Linked DNA regions of Mus musculus: region 2 is linked to region 1. The links are chromatin contacts, called in public HiChIP or PLAC-seq maps. All regions are on one chromosome and are shown on one strand. The core of a region is the stretch at or near the end of the contact, and the rest is flanking DNA. Distances in the headings are between cores, read along the strand shown. Region 1 overlaps Slc41a3 (solute carrier family 41, member 3). Region 2 overlaps Hdac11 (histone deacetylase 11).

Region 1 (3,535 bases), core at 281-2,780:
GGCCAAAGACAGCTCGGCAGATATCTGCAGAGAACCTTCAGTCAGTGACCTTGCATGCCCTGTGAATCAGCCTGGAAGACCGAGCAGTGTCCTAAATGCCTTATTTATTTTGAGACAGGGTCTCCATGCATTGCTCAGGGTACCCTGGAACTCACTCTGTAGACCAGGCTGGCTTTGAACTCATAGAGATCTGCCTGTCCTCTGCCTCCTGAGTGCTGGGATTAAAGGCGTGTGCTGCCCATAACTGGCCTAAATCGTTTAAAGTGAAAAACTTAAAGTGTTTTAAGTAAACAGGACACTTTAAATATCATTAACCGAATCAGCAGCTGAGGCCTCCAGTGGGCCCCCTCCTGCCTCCTATCCTCAGAGGCCAGGAAAAAGGCAGGGCTAGACTGGAGGCCAGTAGTCTGGCCCAGCGCCGCCTGAAAATGTGCCAGTGTGCAGCAACAGCTTTGTAGACATTGGATCAAGTCACCAATTCAGTTATTTCTCCTAATTTGGGAGGCCTGGAGAAACTCTGCTAAACTAACTGGTAGGGGCACTTTGACAAGGGTATCCCAGGCTCCACCCGGAACCCTGCTGGACCCTGGGCTTTCCAGAACAGGAAAGTCCATTTGATGGAGACCCCGCATCTAACACACAAACAATAACACCGGAAAAGGCAGAGTAGCTAGGATGTGTTGAGAAATATGGGAAAGAGAGGAGGTGTTCGTGTGATGGACCCTCCCCACTTCCTCCCCCCACTGCCTGATAAACACCCCCAGATCTGATTTAAGTAGGGCCTCAACGGATTAAGATCTTCTTTTTTTTTTTCCCTTTTGGTTTTTTGAGATAGGGTTTCTCTGTGTAGCCCTGGCTGTCCTGGAACTCATTCTGTAGACCAGGCTGGCCTTGAACTCAGAAATCCGCCTGCCTCTGCCTCCCAAGTGCTAGGATTAAAGGCGTGTGCCACCACTGCCTGGCTACGGATTAAGACCTTAAGGTTGTGGGATTCTAGGTTCTAGGCCTAAAGACAAATTCCTTCTTTTCTGAAGGGGGTCCTGGGCTCGGTCCCCAATCTCCCCAGGAAAGAGTAGCTAGAGACACAAACACATGTCACCTCTGGGGAAAGCAGGAGTCACCCCCAGGCAGCAGTGCCTTGGAGGCATGACAGAGAAGGACTAGTCAGAGGCTCTATAAAAGTCTTATCTTATATATTTACCCACTGGGTAGGAACAAAATGTAGTCTTAACGTGCATTGCTTTTTTAGCACCGAGTCTGAACATTTTACCCTGTTCATAATGTTGATTCCCTCTCTAAAATGATCTCTTTGCGTTTGCCCACATTTATCCCTTTGCTTGGATCTTTCATAATATAGACATTAGCCCTTTAAGAAATGCATGCGATTTCCTGCTCTCAGATGAAGAACTCGGTTGGAAGCAGAGGCCCACCTGCAGGGGCCCTTCCTTATCAATCCAGCTACTGCCGCCCCATTCTCTGCAGCAGGGGCCTCAGGTCTGTGTGTAGCTGCCTATCAGCCCCGCGCACCCCTCGGGCACACACCACCCACACCACCATCACACACACTCTCCTACTCCTGACCAGGGCTGTCTGGCACACCCTGTCCTTTCCTAGCATGTCCTCTGCCCCAGCCCTCACCCACCACCCTCTGCCTCCCCCACAGCCTGGTGCACATTCTCCCGGCCACACACAAGGCCACACATCTAATAGCCCCACATCAGAACAAACTCTGTGTCTCTTCCTTCAACTCTCCTCTCTCTCAGCGCCAGGAACTCCTGACCAAGTTTCCGTTCTCCTCCTCCAGTCACAGCTCAGTGCTGTGCTGGCCATGGCAACAGCATTCTCTTCCTCAGGACCTGCTGTGTGTGAATGGGCTCTTGGATCACTCTCTGCTGCCCTCGCCCCTGGAGAACAGCTTGAGGTGGCCAGCCTCTGAACTTGTTCTCTGTCCTAGCCCCCTGCTCTAGCTCCCTGCTGGTCTCCCTAATGACTCCGCCATGGTCCCCAACCCCTTTCTTCTCCTGACCCAGTCACACTTCCAATTCTCCCTTCTATTTACACATCTCTCTTTCAAGGCTTGAGTTACTTCCAGCACCCAGCCCACCTTCCCCACAGTTGCATGCCTCAGGAGGGAGGAAGGGAGACTTGACTCCATGGTCCCAGACCCTTGCTGCTGATGCCACCTTGGGTTAGGGCTGAGCCAGTTCTGGCCATGAAACTGACTGACGGTGCTGGGGATGGACCCCGGTGCCTTGCCTGAGCTAGGGTAGTGCTCTATCCTGGGACTGCATCCACAGCCCTGGCCATGAGAGTTAAGCCATTGACCGAGCGTGTCAGGTGAGAAGAAGATGAACTGAGACAAGGTCAACAGAGACTAGCTAAAGTGTGTCCCCCCAAATTGACGGGACTGCAGCTGTAAAGACACAGTGTTTAGAGACACGGTCCTCAAAGAGGGGCTGAGCTAAGGGAGTCATAGGAGGATGATCCCTGATTCCCAATCCTACAAGACTGGTAGGGTATCTCACAAGCACAGATATGCAAAGAGAGGTGACCATGTGGGGAGCAGGGGGGAGGGGGGAAATGGCATTACTGGCTTAGGATGTCGACACTGCCAACACCTGGCATCTCAGACTTCTAACCCCTAGAGATAATGTCAACTTCTGTGGGATACACTGTCTGGCTTCAGGTGCTCTACAGCAGCCCTGGCAGACTGAGGCAGATGACAAAGGAGGCCTGACCCCTGCTGATGTCCTGACCACCCAGATCCAGAATGGCTCTTTCTCCAGGTTTCTTTTGTGTGTCCTTGATGTCACTTTGGTCTGACTGATGCTCTGAGCTCATTGATGTCCCTGGTATCCCTCCCACCTTATGGATGTAAGCTGACAATATTGGACCTCAACCATCCCCAGGCTCCTGTCTCCCCCTGGGCCTCTTCTCCTCTCCTACCCGCTTCCGGTTCTGCCCAGCAGGATTTAACCCCTGTCCTCCCCAATTTGACTTCAAGTCATCCTAACTTTTAAATTCTGCTACTGATCTCTCAGACGCTTTACAGATGTCTATCCTGATGGGTGGGGTCAGAGTGGGAGAGGGAGGTAGCCTGTGGTACTGGGAAAGAGCCTCCCTTGCTCTCTCCTCCCCCACATTGTTGACATTGCTTCCAGGACTGAGCTTCGTGACATAAATATGATCACGTCACCCGGTCACTTCTGACCTTGCACTGCCAACTCCACGCCTGAATATACACCCAGCTCTGATCACTAAACTTGTTCAAGAATGTGGCTGGCACATCACACTTCATGCACAGCCAAACACCAGCACAGGCTGTCAGAGAGGGCCCTCTAGACTGCTGTCCCCTCCTGTATTTCACCATGCAGTATGTACCAACCAGTTTGCTCATGGCTATGCTAGTAATCCAATACCACAAAAGCAAGGCTCACTCTATAAACAAAAAGCCAAGCCCCTTTGCCCTCAGTGTAAACTTCACTTCCTGGGCAGAGTGGACAGCTAGCAGTGTCTACACTCAGGACACAAGCCA
Region 2 (3,535 bases), core at 282-2,781, 540 kb before region 1:
AGGTGGGCTTGGGGTCCTGACCTGTGCTGGGACACTTGTAGACAAGGCTAACAAGCCAGCAGGTGCTATGACAGAGAAGTACCAGTCTTCTCGGGAAGGGAGACGGCCTCGTGGAGAAGGCAATGCTTATAAAAAAAAACAGTGAACCAGAGTCCCCCAGATGCAGGCTTTAGGCCAAAGACGCAATTTAGGGCAAGGGATTGAGCTCAGGAATGTCAGAAGCTGGATAGGGCAGGGAAAGGAAGCATCTCTGTGGTCTTCTGCGGTTCAGGACCTGGTCTGCTAGCACAGGTTCACACCATACTGTCAGGGCAGTATAGAGGCCCAGAAGAAGGAAAGCCAGAACTAAAAACTAAAATAACAGGGACTCCCTGAGCCCCATCTCCATCTGATGTGAGTACTTTGTTATTTTCCCTGCACTTCCAATCCTGACTCCGTTCCTTTCTGCTCAGCTCTGCAGAGGCAGGTTTTGATGTATCTAGCTCCCTCTGCTGCCCCTTGCTCTTTTTGTTGGAGACATCAATATTTCTACATATCCCTGGATGATCTGGTACTATGTAGACCAGATTGGCCTCCAACTCAAGAGACATCTGCCTTTGCCTCCTGAATGCTGTGATTAAATGTATGCACTACATGTATACCCTGCCAGTTCTATCTTTATAGACAGCGGTTCCATGCTCTCATCAGGGGACTGCTTCTTGGACAAGATCCATGAGGACTCCATGCCCGTGTGTAAATGGAATCATATTTACATGGAACCTGAGCATATCCTCCTGCATATATCATGCCTACATTGCTTATAGCATGGGACATATTACCACGCTGAGAGAAGTTTATGCCACGGTTTAGGGAGCAACACAAGAAATGTGTATGTTAAGATGGATGCATTATTGATTTAAGAATATTCTCCCTCTGGTTGGTTAGACCTGAGAACAAAGGGCCCAAATATATAAGCTTGTACTTATGAGTCAGTCTTGAGCTAAAGGTCGTGTGGTAGTACATGCCTGTCATCCCAGCTTGGGACGTGGAGGCCGACGACTTTGGAGTCCAAGGCCAGCCCTGGCTACACAAGACCCTGCCTCAAAGAAACAAAACATGCATGTTTAATGAGAATTCCATGCCTCAGTTACTTCAGGCATATTTCAAGTGCTGGCCAGACACTGAGGCTGGTGGCTGGATGGAGCTGAACTAGGACGTGCCACGACAGACAGCTTTATCAGGCAGCACTGCTCTGGGGGAAAAAAAACCTGTTGGTCATCAAATAAAACACTGATGCAAGGTAGGAGTGGGTTGTGACTAGACTGGAGGAAGAGGAAGAAAGGGATTTGGCAGAGTGGTCAATGGGGCATGGTAATTACAGTGGTCAGAGTGAATGAATGTATGGCCTCACAGTGGCACAGGCCAGGGTAGTTACAGTTACAGTAGACAGAGGGAGCTGATGTAGGGCCTCACAGTGACACTGATACTGGAGGGTGACAAGCCGAAGATGGAGCAGCTGAGAAGGGCCCCCCGTGTGTGTGGGGTGGGGTGGGGAGACAACAAGGGACAGATAAAGATTATCTGGGATGTGCAGCAGGTTGCCAGGGGACAGCCCAGATGAGTAGGAAGGACCCACCCAGAATGCCCTGTGACAAACTTGGGAGGGGCAAGGGCTCTGAGCTGGGACAGGGCTCTCAAGTCCCCTCTGAGCTCTGCCTCAGTTGTGTGACTTTGCATGCAGCTGTTTCCCTCTGTGCCTGCCTCCTTGTCTGCAAATTAGGGTCTGAAATGAGGGTGTAACAGTGGAAGCCTGCTGAAGGGGCCCTCCTGAAGAGGCCTGTCATTACCTCCTTAAAACACTGCCCTAGCTGCCCAGAAGACTATCATAGACCTGCACACAGCTACCAGCACGTCTGTGTCACCATCCAAAGATGCACCGCATCTGTGGCTATCCCCTTCAGAGACACACTAGTACTACCAATCCTTAATCTAAAATAACACTGTGGGGCCTAGAGGCCAGTGCCTGTGAATCCACCGGCTTAGGAGGTTGAGGATAAAAATCATGAGCTCACACCAACTTTGTCTCAAAATTATTTTTTAAATTTAAATTTTAAAGAGGGGGGGATTGATGATGTAGTTTAGTAATTGTGTGCCTGCCTGAGATTAGACAGACAAACCAACCTAAACTCTCAGGGATCCCTGGGCTCCGTCACTTTTCTTACACCACCAAGCAGGTGAATCCAATGCTTTGTGCTGGGGGCCGCAGGCTCCTGATCTGATGTCCTCTTGAGCTCTCTACTGCTTCTATCTGCTATTTGTTCTTTATTTCTGCTTGCTATAAACTTTAATAAACTCATTCATTCAAAATCCACATAGCTATGCTAGACATTTTCTTGGTACAAAACTGGTGTATACTGACCCCCCCCCCCAATAAGCAAAATTAGGTATTGAAACAAACGTGTATGGGCATACCCATAGCAACACAACTGCCAATCATTAAAACGGGAGAAATAGCCCATGTGTGCACAAACTAATGGACAGACAGACAAGATGTGGTACACCACATGGTGGAATATTATGCATCCATGAAGAGGAATGTGCCGGGGGTGGTATGTGGCTTCCTGGCAAAGCACTTGCCCTGCATACTAGAGCTCTCAATCCCAGCCACTGGGGAAGAAAAATGCATGGTACCTGCTCAATATGCTGTGTGGTAAGGCAAACCAGATGCCAAAGCACACACACTGATTTCATCTGTATTGAGTCAAGTACAAAGTACATGAGTCTGTGGAGTCACAGTAAGTGGGCGGAGACCAGGCAGAGGGCAGGCAATAGCAGGGAGCAAGCACTCTGTGGGATCAGGTTTCCTTTCAGGGTGACAGGAACAGCTATAGGTCGTGACATCACATGGATGAATGACGGAGACGCTGCTGAGCCTTAAGATGGTGGATTGTGAAATATGTAATTAGCCACATTCTTTAAAGGGGAGATGGACCTCTTGGAAGATGGGAAGAACTGACTAAGTCAAAGACCCAGTTCCCATCCCTTCCAGCCTCTCCCATCTTCTGCCCTCTGGGTGTCCTGAGGTCAGTCTCCTTCCCCCCCACGGGGCCTCTGCACTTGTAACCCATGCTTAGACTGTCCCTCCCTCACTCCCACCCTTCAGGCCTGCTGGCCTCACTATCCTCCACACCCTTTTTTTGCTGTCCCCCTTTCTGCAGGCGTTTGGCACATGTTCAGCAAGTTACATTTCTTCTTTGCTCTCCGCTGGAGAGGGACTTGGTCTCTGGTTCCATCCCTCCTCTGTAGGACTCAAAACAGTGTGCACACTGGTTATGAACTTGCTGACCGAGCTCAGGGACAGATGTCAGGAGCTACCCAGCTCTGACCTGCTCCCAGGGACAGGGCCCTAGAGTTCACAGCAAGTAAAGACCAGTGCTGATGTTGCCAAGATTCCAGTATTAATGGGTCCAGCCCTAAGCTGTACACACAGTAGGTGCTCCTGCATCAGTGTTGTCTCTCTCTTTTGGGGGCCCTGGTCACTGGGATGGGAGTCTGC

The links. HiChIP or PLAC-seq counts read pairs in DNA pulled down with a chosen protein or histone mark.
Region 2: a contact with region 1 is called in an H3K4me3 HiChIP or PLAC-seq map of fetal liver, with 2.5 times the contacts expected there. The contact joins two enhancer-like sites. A contact is called at or near these places in 4 of 39 promoter capture datasets (the C10 cell line, embryonic stem cells, hippocampal neurons and 1 more), 4 of 115 datasets of contacts at active chromatin or transcription factors (SST interneurons, VIP interneurons, fetal liver and 1 more) and 1 of 9 other capture datasets (embryonic stem cells).

What each region holds. Positions count from the first base shown.
Region 1 is chr6:90,621,251-90,624,785 of GRCm38.p6, reverse strand. All of the region lies in intron 2 of Slc41a3 (solute carrier family 41, member 3), which reads right to left. Among named protein-coding and RNA genes, the nearest start is that of Slc41a3, 18 kb to the right of the region's middle. Within about 2 kb of position 1,530, at least 53 of the 459 cell types and tissues checked have an H3K27ac peak or open chromatin away from gene starts, as enhancers often do. A contact at or near this core is called in fetal liver, where this site is marked.
Region 2 is chr6:91,161,752-91,165,286 of GRCm38.p6, reverse strand. The region is part of intron 3 of Hdac11 (histone deacetylase 11); the gene reads right to left. Among named protein-coding and RNA genes, the nearest start is that of Hdac11, 6.7 kb to the right of the region's middle. Within about 2 kb of position 1,531, at least 33 of the 459 cell types and tissues checked have an H3K27ac peak or open chromatin away from gene starts, as enhancers often do. A contact at or near this core is called in fetal liver, where this site is marked.